Regions from separate parts of the Sus scrofa genome. Here regions 1, 2, 3 and 4 are each linked to region 5. The links are chromatin contacts, called in public Hi-C and HiChIP or PLAC-seq maps. All regions are on one chromosome and are shown on one strand. Each heading gives the region's core, a stretch centred on a gene start, on an enhancer-like site or on the middle of the called end of the contact. The rest is flanking DNA. Distances are from core to core; before and after follow the strand shown.

Region 1 (2,700 bases), core at 188-2,687, 420 kb after region 5:
AAGTAAATTAGCTTTTCCTATAACATTTTGTTATATATGATATTGATTCTAAACAACTAACTTCCCAATGAATATTACGAGTGTAACACACCTGGAAGTTTGAGGACTTCTTAGATGTTATTAACAATAAAACCAATACTCTAATTTAGAACTTCAGTGGTTTGACAATCTTTTCAGATTTCCTTCACAGAATAAATTTCCCCCGCAACTATATATAGACATTGCTGTTTCAATCACTTTGAACATTCAAAATTATAGCCTGATGTTTATTACTCTATTAAACAAAATAATATTCCAGGAGGAGTTCCCATGGTGGCTTAGCAGAAATGAATGATTGGCATCTATGACGATGCAGATTCAATCCCTGGCTCGCTCAGTGGGTTAAGGATCCAGCATTGCCATGAGCTGTGGTGTAGTTTGCAGATGCGGCTCAGATCTGGTGTTGCTGTGGCTCTGGCATAGGCCAGCAGCTACAGCTCCGATTGGACCCCTAGCCTGGGAACCTCCATATGCCATGGATGCGGACCTAAAAAAACAAAAAGACAAAAAAAAAAAAAAAAAGAAAGGAAGAAAGAAAGAAAATTTGAACACCTACATCTCAAGGTTTTCGTAAGGACCAAAAACAATACTATATTAAAGGGCTGGGTATAGTAACTGGCACAATGAAGGCACTCAATGAACAGTGGCAAAGATAATCTGAATAATTTTATTAATTATTTCGTTATCTTATGGCAAAGATAATGAATAATTATAATAGCACAGCTTGCAACTCGCTTACATTTCAAATTATTGATGGCTTCCAACTATGATCTCCTTTCTCCCTGAGTCCCACATTGTCACAGCTTCTCTCCTATGTATTCATTTATTCGTTCAGCAAATAACTGATAAGCATGTTTATAATTTCCCTGAGGCTGAGAGCTGTAGAGTTAACAACGATAGAGAAACCTAACAGAGGAGGTAGAAAGCCTCCCTCATATAGACCCTTCTTCTCTTTCCTCACAAGCATTAGGATTCCAAGTGTTTTCAAGGCTTGGTCCCCTCCAACCCCTTTAGTCTCACCCCAGAACATTCCTCTCCGCTCTCCCACCTACGCCTCAGTCACTTGAGCTATTCTGCTCTCCTCGGCCTTGCTGGGTCCGCTGGTTTCTGGATGCACTTCCCATAAGCGACCAGTAGAGGGCAGACAATTATGACTGCTGAGTTTCCAGATCGGGCAGCAGCTGCTTATTTAACAAGGAAAAACACTCCCATCGTGATGGGATAAGTAATGGGGGTAGAGGGTCTCATTAGGCGAAGGCAGGTCTGGGAAAGAGATTTACAGCAGGGGTATCAGTATGTCAGGTTACCCCTCCGTGGCACTCCATATAGAAGCCGCCTCCTCTGCAACTGGGGACGCTAAGCCATTTGGAAGGAGACCTTCCTGCCACAGCAACAACCTGTCACATCCTCGTGATCTGCTGGCAGTGGTTTTGCCTCTCCTGTTCACTTCCTCCCACCCCACCCTGCTCTCTCTGCCTGCTATTTCAAAATATTTCCCCTAACTCTATTTATTCTTTTAGTTTTAAAATGTTTGATTTACCTTCTAAATAGATCCCATTTTTGATCCTAATGCCATCAAATTGTCCTCAGTGTTTCATTTCTGACATTAATCCTTTATTTTCATTACCTTTATTCACTATTTCATCATGTAAAGCACATTCTAGTCTGAATATACTATCTTCAATCTTAACTCAGCTTTTTTCTTCGATGGATGGTAAATTCTTTTTACTTTAAATTTCCATTTTCTTTTTATTTTCTCTATCTTATTCCCTGACTTCATTTCTGCCTTCTCTTTATATTCCTGCTGAATTTCGTCTTTCTCCGCCAGGAGCCCCTTCTCTTGTCTCTCTCTCTCTCTCTCTCTCTCTGTCTGTGTGTGTGTGTGTGTGTGTGTGTGTACTATGATGGTTAGCCAGAACTATATAGGGGTGAAAGCCATGGAGAGATCCCCTACCACTATCCCAGGAAGTTGGAGGGTTTTGTCTAGACTGACCTTTGACTTCCAATATGTATCCCCCAGAACATTCCAGAAGTTTCTACACTAGCTGTCTCTATGCTACTGCTTTCTTCACACAGAAAACACGGTGAATTCACCAGGACAGGGATGCTTCCTAATATTTCACACTTTTTATTATCTAGCCCTTATATGAAGAGTTTCATGTTTTAAAAATTATAACCAGCAATATTACCCCCTGTTTAGGGCACACTAACAGCTGCATGTTGATAGTTATGCATATGTACTTTGAGCCAGGTAACTTGGGTGCAAATTCCAGCTCAACAACTTGTTTACTTTTTGCAAGCTCTCTTACCAGTTTTCCTTGCCTGTTCAGCCTCAGTTTCCTCACAATTAAAATAGAGTAGTAATATTAGCTACCTCCTGAATCTGCAGTAAGGATTTGGTGAGATGACATGCATAAAGGGTGCCAGAGAATTTCCACCAGAGAAAGCAAAGCCTGAACTCCAGAAGTAAAGCAGACTTCTTCCTCGTGATATTCTCACACCAAGCCTCGGCTGAAGAAAGAATGGAGAACTGGGTGTTACAGTGGTCTTTGGATGCCCACTGGGATGTTGTGAGGTCTAGCTGGCGATCAGCTCACCTTGGGAGCTGAAGAAAGGACATCAGGGGTCAGCTGGCTTGTGAATTTTACTGCCATAAAACAG
Region 2 (2,700 bases), core at 20-2,519, 330 kb after region 5:
CTGGGCAGGTGCCCTCAGCTGCTGAGGCAGAGGCTGAAGGGTCTGAGCTGAAAGCCACCAGTAGCTGAGGCAGTGAAGGAGAAGTTAGGGCACAGCTCATGGCCCCAGCCGTCCACCCCTAGCACTGCCAGGATCCACGTCCCCAAAGACATACAGGGAGCATCCCTTCCAGAGTTCTCAGGATCTCCCTTCCTATGGGAAACCTGGCCGAGGAAACCAAGTGGAAAGAACTATGGTCCCCATTCCCACAACTGTTGGGTCTCCATCCTCCATGACCCATTGTAGGTTTCCTTTCTCATTAGCTGACAACTCTGCATATCTTGGAGACTCCCTGGTGACGTGATTTGGAAATTTCTCTTCAAAGAGACTAAAGCCCTGATCATCATGATCTTCTCAAGGCAGGGTTACGTTACTTGCCTATTTCCCATCAACACTGGCCAAGAGAGTGCCAGACTTGACTTTGATCCACTGGTGTGGTAAGCTGCATAACACCACGTTCAGTGAGAGGACACACCTTTCACAAAGGAAACGAAGGTGTCAGCCCGCGACCGGGAGCTCCTTTGGAACTTAACACAGTGCTGGCACCAAGAAAGCTCCTGTCATCCTCAAATGTGTGAGGGAGGTGGGAAAGGAGTCTACTATGCAGATGAAATTCCTTAGAGGTGTGTGGGGGTGTGCATGGGTGTTGGGTGTGTGTATGTGTGTGTGTACGTGTTTCATTTGAGCCTGAAGCATAGTAGGTGCTCAGTAAATACAAATTGAATGAACTATAAATATACATGTACCCTTTGCCAAATAAATAATTTTTCATCTTTAACTTCCTCCTTGCTATCCCCAAACAGCTTAGGAGCAGCTGATCTCCAACCATGGAAGGAAGAGGACTCTCAATTAAAGGATACAGATTCTTCCATCTCTATTATGTTCTATCATATATTTTATTTCTATATCTCTGTTATTTTAATCCTTGATAGGGTTTCTAACTCTCCTGTATTTGCTGCTTCACTTTCCCATCTTCTGGCTGGAGAAAAAAGGCTGATCACTATTCTTCCTTTATGTGTCACCTATGAAAAGAATACAGTGAAAACAACAGTAGCAAGGACAGCACGATTACTTTATTACTAGCTTAGGTGAAAGCTCAGGTAAGTGACCTCTCGTTTACGAAAGCAGGCAGCTGGATCTCAGCTCTTCTCCATTCTTACAGATGACAGTTCTCATTCAATGGCAAGTGCATCTGTAGCCGCCACAAAAGCATCCCAGTTACTGCCACTAGAGGGCGGTACAGCCCAAGACTGAGGTTGCCGCTAAGGCTATTGCGCTGCAGCGGCAGAGATGCTGTATGGTATCACAATGCATTGTTTTATTTATTCATTTATTTTGGCTGTATTGTACTGTAATATATTGCAATGAATTGCATTAGATTAAGCTGTGCCGTATGATATGGATTTATGTGGTATTTAATGGAATTGCCTTAGAGAAAGGGGTCTCCATTTGCTATTACATTTTTATGTTGATGAAAATAATTCGTGCCCACAATTGTCATTTTCTTGAATAGCGGTAGCGAAAACAGCAAAGCATAATTCATCTCGAGAAATCGTCATCAGACTCATTTATAAAATAACAGCATGTTCCAGTTGAAAAGATGTGGGTGATTCAATTTATTTTGTGAACCATTGCCTCTTCAGAGCTTAGAACACTGTTTGCACACAATAGGCATTCAAGAGCATATTTCAATGAATTAGACGTGGTTCTATTCCACGTATGCTATTCCATGTATGAATGTGGGCAAATTATTTAGTCAAATATTTCTCAGAGTTGGTCTTCTGACTACCCATAGTTGAATCATCTGGGTGTTTATTTAAAACGCTATTTCTTAAACTACCTTAGACCTAATAGCACTCCTGTGGATTGGTGATGTTGGCAGTGGGGCAATCTGCATTTTTACTAAGCATGTGTAATTGAAGTTACAAAAACACTGGCTTAGTTTACCTCCGGTCTCAATTTTCTCTCTTTCTTCATCTGAGGAATTAATGAATGAACTAGGTCAATCCTTCAGTACAAGTGTCTCTGTGGAGTCATGACCACTCGCAAGGGATAGGAAATGTCAGCTGCCACAGCTGCAGAAGCAGAGCTCAGCCAAGAAAGAGTGGGACCTGGGCTTCCTCCCACCCCTCATTTCAGTCCATCCTCACTGGCTCGGCCACAAGCAGGGCCCTTAGATGTGAAGGGGAGGGAGCCTGAACCTGGGCGCTGGGTCTGGCAGCAGCATGGAGTTGGGGGGTCTGCACCCAGCCTCGGAAAAGTGAAGCAGCAAACATCGGTCAGTGCCCTGTTCCAAAGTCTGATCCCTGACCAGCAGCCGAGCATCACCCCAGAACTTGTTAAAATATGCAAGTTATTGGATATCACTAAGGACTGACTAAATCAGAAACTCTGGGACTGGGGCCCAGAAGCGTCTGTTCTAACAAGTCCTCGGGTGATGCTGATGCATGTTAACATTTGAGAACCAGTGTTCTGTCTGCATGCAGGGCTCCAGGGCCAGCTTAACCTAGGTCACCTGAGTCCCTGCTCGGTGCCCCGAGGGCCCTGTTGACTCCCGCATGCGCAGTGACCTCTTTCTTACTGATCAAAGGGGATGTTTAGCGTGACAACCCCCTAGGAAATCTAACGAACCCTTAATTTTTTAAAACACACTTTCTTTCT
Region 3 (2,700 bases), core at 162-2,661, 390 kb after region 5:
ACTTCCTAGAAACCCTGAACTTGGGGATGAGTTTCAGGAGCCCAGGTAGACAAGGTAAGTCAATACCTTTCCTTCTTCTGCAGAAGAGGATAAATTAATATCCTTATTTTGTGTTTTCCAAGGAATCTATGTGCCTTTTTTCATTATTTATCAGAACAATGCTGTGAATCAAACAGGAATTATCTTCTTTAGTTTAAAATTGAGAAAGACTATCCTAGAAAACTTGGCTTGCCCTTTGCCATTGTACTGAGACTTACTGGGAGAACATTTGAAGTTAAATGCACACTCGTATTGTATCAGATTTTTCTGGTGGGTAAGAATTATCAGAGAAAGGTCCCACTCTTCTTACACACATGATCAAGGTTAGATTCAGTTGTGATTAATTAGCAGATTTAATCTTCTAATTAATTAGCTAATGTGCTAATCTTTGTGGGAACCAACAGAATCCTCGGAAGGAAGGGGCAGCATAATTTGAAATGGCTCTTTCTCGGCTTCTGATTCCCGTGGGTGCCAAGCCACCTAAGGTGTGTCCTTTGTTTCAATCCAATCCTAGACACTCTCTCTCTGTTTGCCATCCTTAACATGGTATTTGTTTAAATTCTAAGCCTTAAAGGGAATTGTGTAGAGAAGGAGACTGCACACTCACTCTGTGACACTTCTTCTTGTTCCTTTTCCCACACGGGGTTTCTGGCTGCAGAACTTACACCTCTCCTCTCACAGGATCAGCGATTTAATATCTCTAGTAGGCAGTTGTGGAATAAAAGATATAAAAGTTGTACACTCAGCTGCAGAAGGGCTGCAATCTTTCCTTTCAACTCACCTTTGGAGGGGACTGTCTGTTTGTCAAGCTCATTTGTTCTAATTACCTCTAAAATGAGTCACATTGAATCAGTTTAATGGAAATGGCAAAAGTTGGAAAACAAATCAGTTTGAGCTGTGACCACTTGTGATCCTTTATGAAAAAAATTCTGTGGGCAGTACTTTAATCTTTTATATCTGGTCCACATCTTTTGTTCTGGATTTTTTTTTCCGTAAAAACAGCCTTATTGAAGGTTATGTTTGTTTGCACCAGTTTTCATTTCTGTCTTTGATGTCTTTCCAAAGTCAGTTTTGACATGCTTTGGACAAATCATGGCAGAATGGTAAAGAGCAGAAACTGGATAGGTGTACATTTGAATAACACCCATAGTGGGGTTTTTTCTTGCAAAGGGGATAGGGAAGTGACTGCTTTCATTCAAATATCTACTTCTATCTTTTTTTTTTTTTCTTAGTGCCATACCCGTGGCATATGGAAGTTCCCAGGCTAGGGGTCCAATTGGTGCTGCAGCTGCCAGCCTACACCACAGCCACAGCAATGCCAGATCCAAGCCACGTATGCAACCCACACCGCAGGGTGTGGCAACACCAGATACTTAAACTCACTGAAAGGGGCCAGGGATCAAACCCGCATCCTCATGGATACTAGTCAGGTTCTTTACTCCTGAGCCACAACAGGAATTCCTCTACTTCCTTTTTATTTTGCAGTTCATTATAAAACCTCCCCATTTCTTAAATTTGCTAATGGGGTACACGCTGAAGCTTGGTCTAAACATGGCCAACAGTCCTGTGCTTGGGCAAGTTCAACTCTTTGATATTACATCAAGTTCCAACCAGTTTTCTTTGGAAAACTCTGTGTAACTGCCCTTAAGCTTAGTCATGTGCATAGTTGTATGTGGCGACATTTCATGTTACACAATCCAGAGCTGAAAATTGGATGTTGGGTTGGGTTGTGAGTTTTTTTGTTTTTTTGTTTTTTTGTTTTTGGTGTGGGTGTATGTGTGTGTGTGCTCCCAAGATGGTAGGGAGGAAAAGGGTCCAAACACTGACTGTCTTAAGCCATGTTTATTCTTCGGAATTTATGTGACACCACTAAGGTGGAAGTAAGGACAGATGTCAAGTCTGCCAGGATTACCAAGAGTTTATGTTACGTCCCTGGCCTGGCGTGCATGGATTCTCTCTCTTCCCCCGTGTGAAATAGCACAGAGCTGCCTGGCCTTTTTAGCTTCTATGTTACATTGGTACTTTGTCTTTTCCATTGCTAGCACTCTATGATAATGGCATTTGCCTTTTTAAAATCAATCTTCTCCAAATTGGGGAAAATTTATCATGTTATCCATCATAAAAATAACTAGATTCTGAGTCAGGACCTAAATAGTTCTCCTTTGAGTTGAAAGTTATTGAGTTAAAGTTGCCTATAGTTCTTGGGCTTTTATGACATTTGCTTTGACTGGCTATATTCTGGATAGTACAGCCTAGTAGAAAATCAATGAATAAATAGATTACGGGTTTCTTATGTCCGTCATAAGGCTATTATTGTGAGGTTTAAGTAGTATAAAATTTGTAAAAAGACTTCCAAGGAATTCTAAGATCAAGGGAAAAAAAGATCATGTTTATTCATATTTTCCACCATTAATATGAATAAGCATTTTTTTGTTCTTGTGGTGGCCAGTGACATTTGGGTAGAATTAATGCCACAAATTCCCTAGAAGCAGATTTTTTTTTTTTTTTTTTTTTTTTTTTTTTGGTTTCGGAAAACAGACATGGAAGAGATTCTTGGTAGGACCAAGGCTGGTCCTAGATGTGATATATACTTTAACCTAGAGAGATTGGATACGATCTTGGATCACTAATGGCTCTTGATCCATCATGAAATGGATATAA
Region 4 (2,811 bases), core at 112-2,611, 260 kb after region 5:
TCACCCCTGAGAGATAAAAATGTTGATACAAATGTTCCAATGATGTGCTTATTTTTATTAGCCTATATCTCAAAATTTGTATTGAACTGTACAGCCAACTGTCTGTTCTGTTTATTTCACCTTGTATTCTGCATTTTTTTTTTTTTTTATCTTTTTGCCTTTTCTAGGGCTGCTTCTCGCGCCATATGGAGGTTCCCAGGCTAGGGGTCCAATCAGAGCTGCAGCTGCTGGCCTACACCACAGCCACAGCAACACAGGATCCGAGCTGTGTCTGCAACCTACACCACAGCTCATGACAACACTGGATCCTTAACCCACTGAGCAAGGCCAGGGATCGAACCCACAACCTTGTGGTTCCTAGTCGGATTCGCCAACCACTGAGCCACAACGGGAACTCCTCTTGTCAGCATTTGCTGTCAGTACATACAATGTTGTGCTGATTTCTGCTGAACAGTGACCTAGTCACAAGTCACTTTTTTAAACATCTTTATTTGGGGCCCTTTCCCTTCTCCACCATACCAAGCTGGGCCCTCTTGCTCTGGTCTGGATCACCACAGAAATCAGCTCACTGGTCTAACCTCAAGCCTCATCCTTCCACCAGCCACTCATCTCACCAAGTGAACTTTTTTTTTTCTTTTTTGGCCACCCCACAGCATATGGAGTTCCCAGGCCAGGGACCAGATCCAAGCCACAATCACAACCTAAGCTGCATTTATGACAATACTGGATCCTTAACCCCCTGTGCGGGGCCGGGAATCAAACCCTTATCCCAGGGCTCCCAAGACACCACAGACCCCATTGCACCACGCAGGAGCTCCTGAACTTTCTAAAATGCAAATCTAACCATGTCTTTCTCTGGTTTTAATCTTCAGTGATCTTCAAGATAGAGCTGACAATCCTTGGCTTGAGAAAAATCCGTCTCCCCTGGGCACCTCTGGGGGTCTCCAGACTCTCTGGGTCTGTCTGTCTCTCCCTCCCTTGATGTCAGTCCTTCCAGTCTAAGCTCTTTGAGCCCAGAGCACACTCTGTCTGGGTCTGAACACCCTTCCTCCACCCACCCGACCCCACTCCATTTTTCACTCTGCAAACCCACTGGTCCTTTACAAAGTCTAGGCAACAGCATCGCCTCCAGCTCACCTTCAGACTGCCCCCTCTGGCTTCAGGTCTCCCAATCTGCTGCCCCCTCACTCTGTGAGCTACCTCCAGCCTCCCAGGCACAGCAGAATCACCTGGAAGCTTGCTGAAACACAAATCTTATAACTCTACTCCTAGAGTTTCTGTTTCACCTGGTAGGGGTGGGGGTTAGAGCGCACATTTCTACAAGGTCCGAGATGTTGCTATCCAGAGAACAAACTTTAAGCCCCACAACTCTAGCCTAATGTATTGTAGCCTAAGGGATTTCTGCTGTTTCTCTCTTCTGGTCGGTGATTTCTGTACAAGAGAGTCTGAAATGAATCCTAAGACCCTTGCATACGCTGAACACCTAAAATATCTCCTGAACAGAGGGCCCCTTCCAGGAGTCCTGACTCAGCAGCCTAGTGCTAACCATGACCAGCCACAGGCTGCTTCCTCTGCAGGCTCCTCAGTGAAGTATTCCCGCAGCATGACTCAGTAGAAATTCCTGTGCAGTGCCGTTTGCAGACACACTGCAGGAGTCATGAGTATGAGCCCCTTGACCACGTGGGGAATTTCCTGAGGATTTTGGAAATCTCCCTTTAAATCCCCTTTAAATCCTCAATGAATTTTCTCTCACAGATGCCTCTGAACTCAGAAATAATAAGGCATTGTTTTCCTAAGGCTAAAAGCATCTTTTGTACAAACGTCTCTGATTAACTTTGCTATTAATAGGCACAAAAAGATAGAGAGGAAATCGCATAATGTTTATCTTAAAAATATTGGTAAAAATTTCCCCCATGCAAATATCTGTATTTCTGGTACAAGGTAGGGAGCAAGAAAGGAAGAATCCTCTGTTTAGGAAAATATAATGTCATGGAAAGATAATCCCCTTTGGAAGTGACCTAATAAAACTCTCCTGGGACCAATTCTGTTCCATCTGTTTCCCCCCCAAACCGTACAGATGGCATATCCAATCTAAATCTAAATTTACCCAACTCAGGTTAAACAATTTTTCATTCAACTTTTCATAAACACATAAAGCCAGGAACCAAAGGGCTGCTTTCCCAAATTCTTCTGGTTTCATTTTTACATATTAAACTTGTTGGGATTAAGACAGTCTTTTAAAATGTGTTCATAATTTGTATGTTAGTAATTTCTCTGAAACAGTGCAAAAAAAATTTCTATTGTGATTAGCAGATAAAATGATTCATGGTGGAAGCATGCTTTCGACAACCCTCTGAAAAATTTCAATTTCCTTAGGCATGCTTGCATGAGACAGGCTTAGAAGTTAGCTTTTCTTCCCAATACCAAAAAGAGGAAGCAAGGCAATGTGAGGATCCAGCTTCCTCAGTGCCTATTTCCCCCTAATTTTTTTGCAGTTACTGTCCAGTATGTATGGAGTCCCCCAATTCTGTTTGTGTTCTTTCTTCATTAACTATACTCACCAGGGCACAAAATTTCTTAGTACATGAACACAGATAGGGAGCAGATTTAGAAAATGACAATTCAGTCATGTACCTCATGGATGATCAATAATTGACTAGATGACTTATAGATACTTAATCAGAAAAAAAAAGTAGCCAACAATGCAGACACATTGCAATTAATTTCTAGCTATGAACACTACAAGGTATGGGGAGTAAAGATCTTTCTCCCTCCATCCTAATATAGCACAGGATTTGCTTTTGAAAAATT
Region 5 (2,700 bases), core at 60-2,559:
ACAACCAGAACTCTGAGTCACTGTTATTTTCTCACATATCTTCGTGTAAGACAAACAGTAGTCACCAGAAACTATGTCCAAAGTAAACCCTGTAGGATTTTTTTTTTTTAATTGCAATCACTTAAGACTACGGTCCAAATATATAGAACGGGGAGTTCATCAACTTTGGTGAAATAAGCGGTACTTATGTTTCCACACTAGTGATCTTTACTTTCTCGCAGGTATGGTGCTGGGCATTGAGGATGCAAAAAGACAAGACAGTCTCTGGCATGGAAAACTGCAATGAAAGTACACTGGAAGCCCTGAAAGTCTGAAAACAGAATCTCTTCTGGCCTCACTGGCTCTGGGTCAAAGGAATTCCTTATTTTTGAGTTTGTAACTACAACTAGTAGATAACGGAAGGATGAAGAGTTCCTAGGAACACTTGTGCAAAGAGTTAAAGCCATACTCGCAATCTGCTGCCCAGCAACAAATTCCAAAGAGATGCAATGAACCTCAGCTTGACCACTTCAATACAGAAGACTGAGAAGTCGAGATTAATGTCTGATTTTGTGAAATCATTTAAGAATCTCAGAGCTGGAAAAGACCTCAGTATGCAACAAAGAAATTCAGAGACTCAAACACCACTAAACCATCGGGCCATCGCCCACTCCTTTGTTTACAAAACACAACAATAACAAAACAGAAACGATGTTTCAAACAAGTAGCCCACGTGTTTTTATGACCCCTTGCCTCAGGGCCTCAAAGGTCTCCCTCAGACACACAACTGCACCTGCTGTCAAGATGGAACGTTCCAGGGAGCGCAGAGCAAGCCCAAGTTGCTGGACTTGAGGCCGACGCTACCGGTCCGCCCGGCCCGCCCGGCCTGCAAGGCCAAGTTCGCAGCCAAAACAGGCCTCGCCCCTGGCCCCGCCGCGCGGCTGCCCGGGAGCCCCCGGCCTCCTGCGCGAGGGCCTCGCCTCACCGGCTGCCGGCGTCCCGCCGCCCCTCCCACAGCCCGCGGCTTCGCACCCGGGAGGGCCCAGACCCGAGGAGGTCGAGCGTCCGACAGCGCGCGTACCTCACGCCGCTGCCCCGAAAGCCGCGGATCGCGCGCCCGGCCGCTCCTGGCGCCTCCAGGGGCGACACCGCGCTCCTGCCCAGCGCCAGCATTCGGCCCAGGCAGCCGCGGAGCAGCCAGAAGCCGCGGGCCGACACCGTCATGGCCGCGAACCCCGGGCTCCAGGACCGAGGCGCCACCTCCCGCCGCCCGGGTCCTCGCAGCTGCAGGTCGGGTTCCGCCCCCACCCGGCCCGTGGGGGACAGTATCCCACAAGCCGCGGGTCCCAGGAGGGCACCGTACAGGGGCGGGGCCAGGGGCGGAGCTCAGGGCGGGGGCGGGGCGAAGGAATCCCTGGACTGTCAGGTGGCGAGGCTGGACCCAAACTCCAAGTTGGGAAGAGCAGAGGCAGGTGCTCCCAGACGCTGGTGGCCTGCAGTGTGGACCGGCGGCGATCGGGCTTCTCACCTGATGCTCCCATAGCGAGGACACCAAGAAAAAGGGTAAACGAATCAGTTGCAGCAGCACACCCCTTTTCTCCCAAGCTAAAGCTCTGTCCAACAGCTTCCAAGTCTGTCTGGAATTTGATTTAAAGCTGGAAGCGTGTTTCCCATCCCCCTGGTGAGACAGATACCTTGAGAGCTGAGAAAAGAAACAAAACTGTGAGTGTGTGGAGCAAGGAAGGGGACCTGGCTGAACAAGCCCTGGACCTAAGAATTTCTATAGTTCTACCTTATGATCTCCACTTTGGGAAAGAAAAATTGGCCAATGTCTACCATTTTCTGGAGTCTGTGATTAACACACTCTAGGAACCTGCATCATGTAGTGAACTTGTAGTGAAAAAACAAAACATCCAGCTCCCTTTGAAAAAGTAAAAATGAGACCCACTATTCATTATGCTGGGATATGTTAAAAAGACAAGTGAGGTACATTTAAAAATTTTAAGAGTTCGAGCAAAAATCGGTTTGAATTGGGCCGCATCCAATCTAGTACATAGAAAAGAGCTCCAAGGAGCATGACTTTGAAAAAATGAAAGACTTGCAAGCAGAAGGGAACAGGACAAGGAAGTTATGCTAGACAAGTGGTTTAGTTATTTCAAGTTTACTTTCCTTATGGCAGGGGTCTATCAGGCATATTACCTAACTGGTGACAATATGAAGAAAGAAACAGTCTCTTCATGCCCTTGAATTAAGTATTATTTTGGTGGGGTTTTTTTTTTTTTGTATTTTTCTTGTAGTCCAGCCTAAAGGAATAATGCAAAAGGTAGAAAAAGTGTGCAGAAAATGAAAAATATATAATTAAAAAAATTAAAAATAACTTCCATCTTTAAAATACAGGATTATTTATGTGAATTAGGTTACATTCATTAAAAATAAAAAGTAAGGCATTCCTGTTATGGTGCAGCGGAAACAAATCCGACTAGGAACCATGAGGTTGTGGGTTTGATCCCTGCCCTTGCTCAGTGGGTTATGGATCCGGCATTGCCTTGAGCTGTGGTATAGGTTGAAGATGAAGCTTGGATCCTGCATTGCTGTGGTACTGTAGCATAGTCCGACAGCTACAGTTCTGATTCGACCCCTCGCCTGGGAACCTCCATATGCCATGGGTGTGGCCCTAAAAAAAAGCAAAAATAAATAAATAAATAAAAGTACTATGCATCA

What was found. A called contact is a pair of places that touch in the nucleus more often than the background predicts. HiChIP or PLAC-seq counts read pairs in DNA pulled down with a chosen protein or histone mark.
Region 1: a contact with region 5 is called in an H3K27ac HiChIP or PLAC-seq map of alveolar macrophages. The contact joins the enhancer-like site here to the promoter of MTHFD2L in region 5.
Region 2: a contact with region 5 is called in an H3K27ac HiChIP or PLAC-seq map of alveolar macrophages, with 6 times the contacts expected there. The contact joins the enhancer-like site here to the promoter of MTHFD2L in region 5. A contact is called at or near these places in 5 of 5 promoter capture datasets (fetal liver, fetal skeletal muscle, liver and 1 more), 14 of 47 Hi-C or Micro-C datasets (alveolar macrophages, blood, embryonic fibroblasts and 7 more) and 1 of 2 datasets of contacts at active chromatin or transcription factors (alveolar macrophages).
Region 3: an H3K27ac HiChIP or PLAC-seq map of alveolar macrophages shows a contact between it and region 5. The contact joins the enhancer-like site here to the promoter of MTHFD2L in region 5. A contact is called at or near these places in 3 of 5 promoter capture datasets (fetal skeletal muscle and liver), 18 of 47 Hi-C or Micro-C datasets (alveolar macrophages, brain, embryonic fibroblasts and 11 more) and 2 of 2 datasets of contacts at active chromatin or transcription factors (alveolar macrophages and skeletal muscle).
Region 4: a Hi-C map of subcutaneous adipose tissue shows a contact between it and region 5, with 3 times the contacts expected there. The contact joins the enhancer-like site here to the promoter of MTHFD2L in region 5. A contact is called at or near these places in 4 of 5 promoter capture datasets (fetal skeletal muscle, liver and skeletal muscle), 18 of 47 Hi-C or Micro-C datasets (adipose tissue, alveolar macrophages, embryonic fibroblasts and 10 more) and 2 of 2 datasets of contacts at active chromatin or transcription factors (alveolar macrophages and skeletal muscle).

The regions. Positions count from the first base shown.
Region 1 is chr8:69,758,813-69,761,512 of Sscrofa11.1, reverse strand. All of the region lies in intron 12 of LOC102166306 (alpha-fetoprotein-like), which reads right to left. Among named protein-coding and RNA genes, the nearest start is that of AFM, 53 kb to the right of the region's middle. Within about 2 kb of position 1,437, at least 8 of the 83 cell types and tissues checked have an H3K27ac peak or open chromatin away from gene starts, as enhancers often do. A contact at or near this core is called in alveolar macrophages, where this site is marked.
Region 2 is chr8:69,846,395-69,849,094 of Sscrofa11.1, reverse strand. No RefSeq gene overlaps it. Among named protein-coding and RNA genes, the nearest start is that of RASSF6, 16 kb to the right of the region's middle. Within about 2 kb of position 1,269, at least 3 of the 83 cell types and tissues checked have an H3K27ac peak or open chromatin away from gene starts, as enhancers often do. A contact at or near this core is called in alveolar macrophages, where this site is marked.
Region 3 is chr8:69,788,347-69,791,046 of Sscrofa11.1, reverse strand. All of the region lies in intron 4 of RASSF6 (ras association domain-containing protein 6), which reads left to right. Among named protein-coding and RNA genes, the nearest start is that of RASSF6, 42 kb to the left of the region's middle. Within about 2 kb of position 1,411, at least 2 of the 83 cell types and tissues checked have an H3K27ac peak or open chromatin away from gene starts, as enhancers often do. A contact at or near this core is called in alveolar macrophages, where this site is marked.
Region 4 is chr8:69,916,156-69,918,966 of Sscrofa11.1, reverse strand. No RefSeq gene overlaps it. Among named protein-coding and RNA genes, the nearest start is that of CXCL8, 15 kb to the left of the region's middle. Within about 2 kb of position 1,361, at least 16 of the 83 cell types and tissues checked have an H3K27ac peak or open chromatin away from gene starts, as enhancers often do. A contact at or near this core is called in adipose tissue, alveolar macrophages, embryonic fibroblasts and 2 more, where this site is marked.
Region 5 is chr8:70,178,310-70,181,009 of Sscrofa11.1, reverse strand. MTHFD2L (probable bifunctional methylenetetrahydrofolate dehydrogenase/cyclohydrolase 2) reads right to left here and starts at 1,309. Exons shown (of 10, transcript XM_021101430.1): 1 at 1,061-1,309.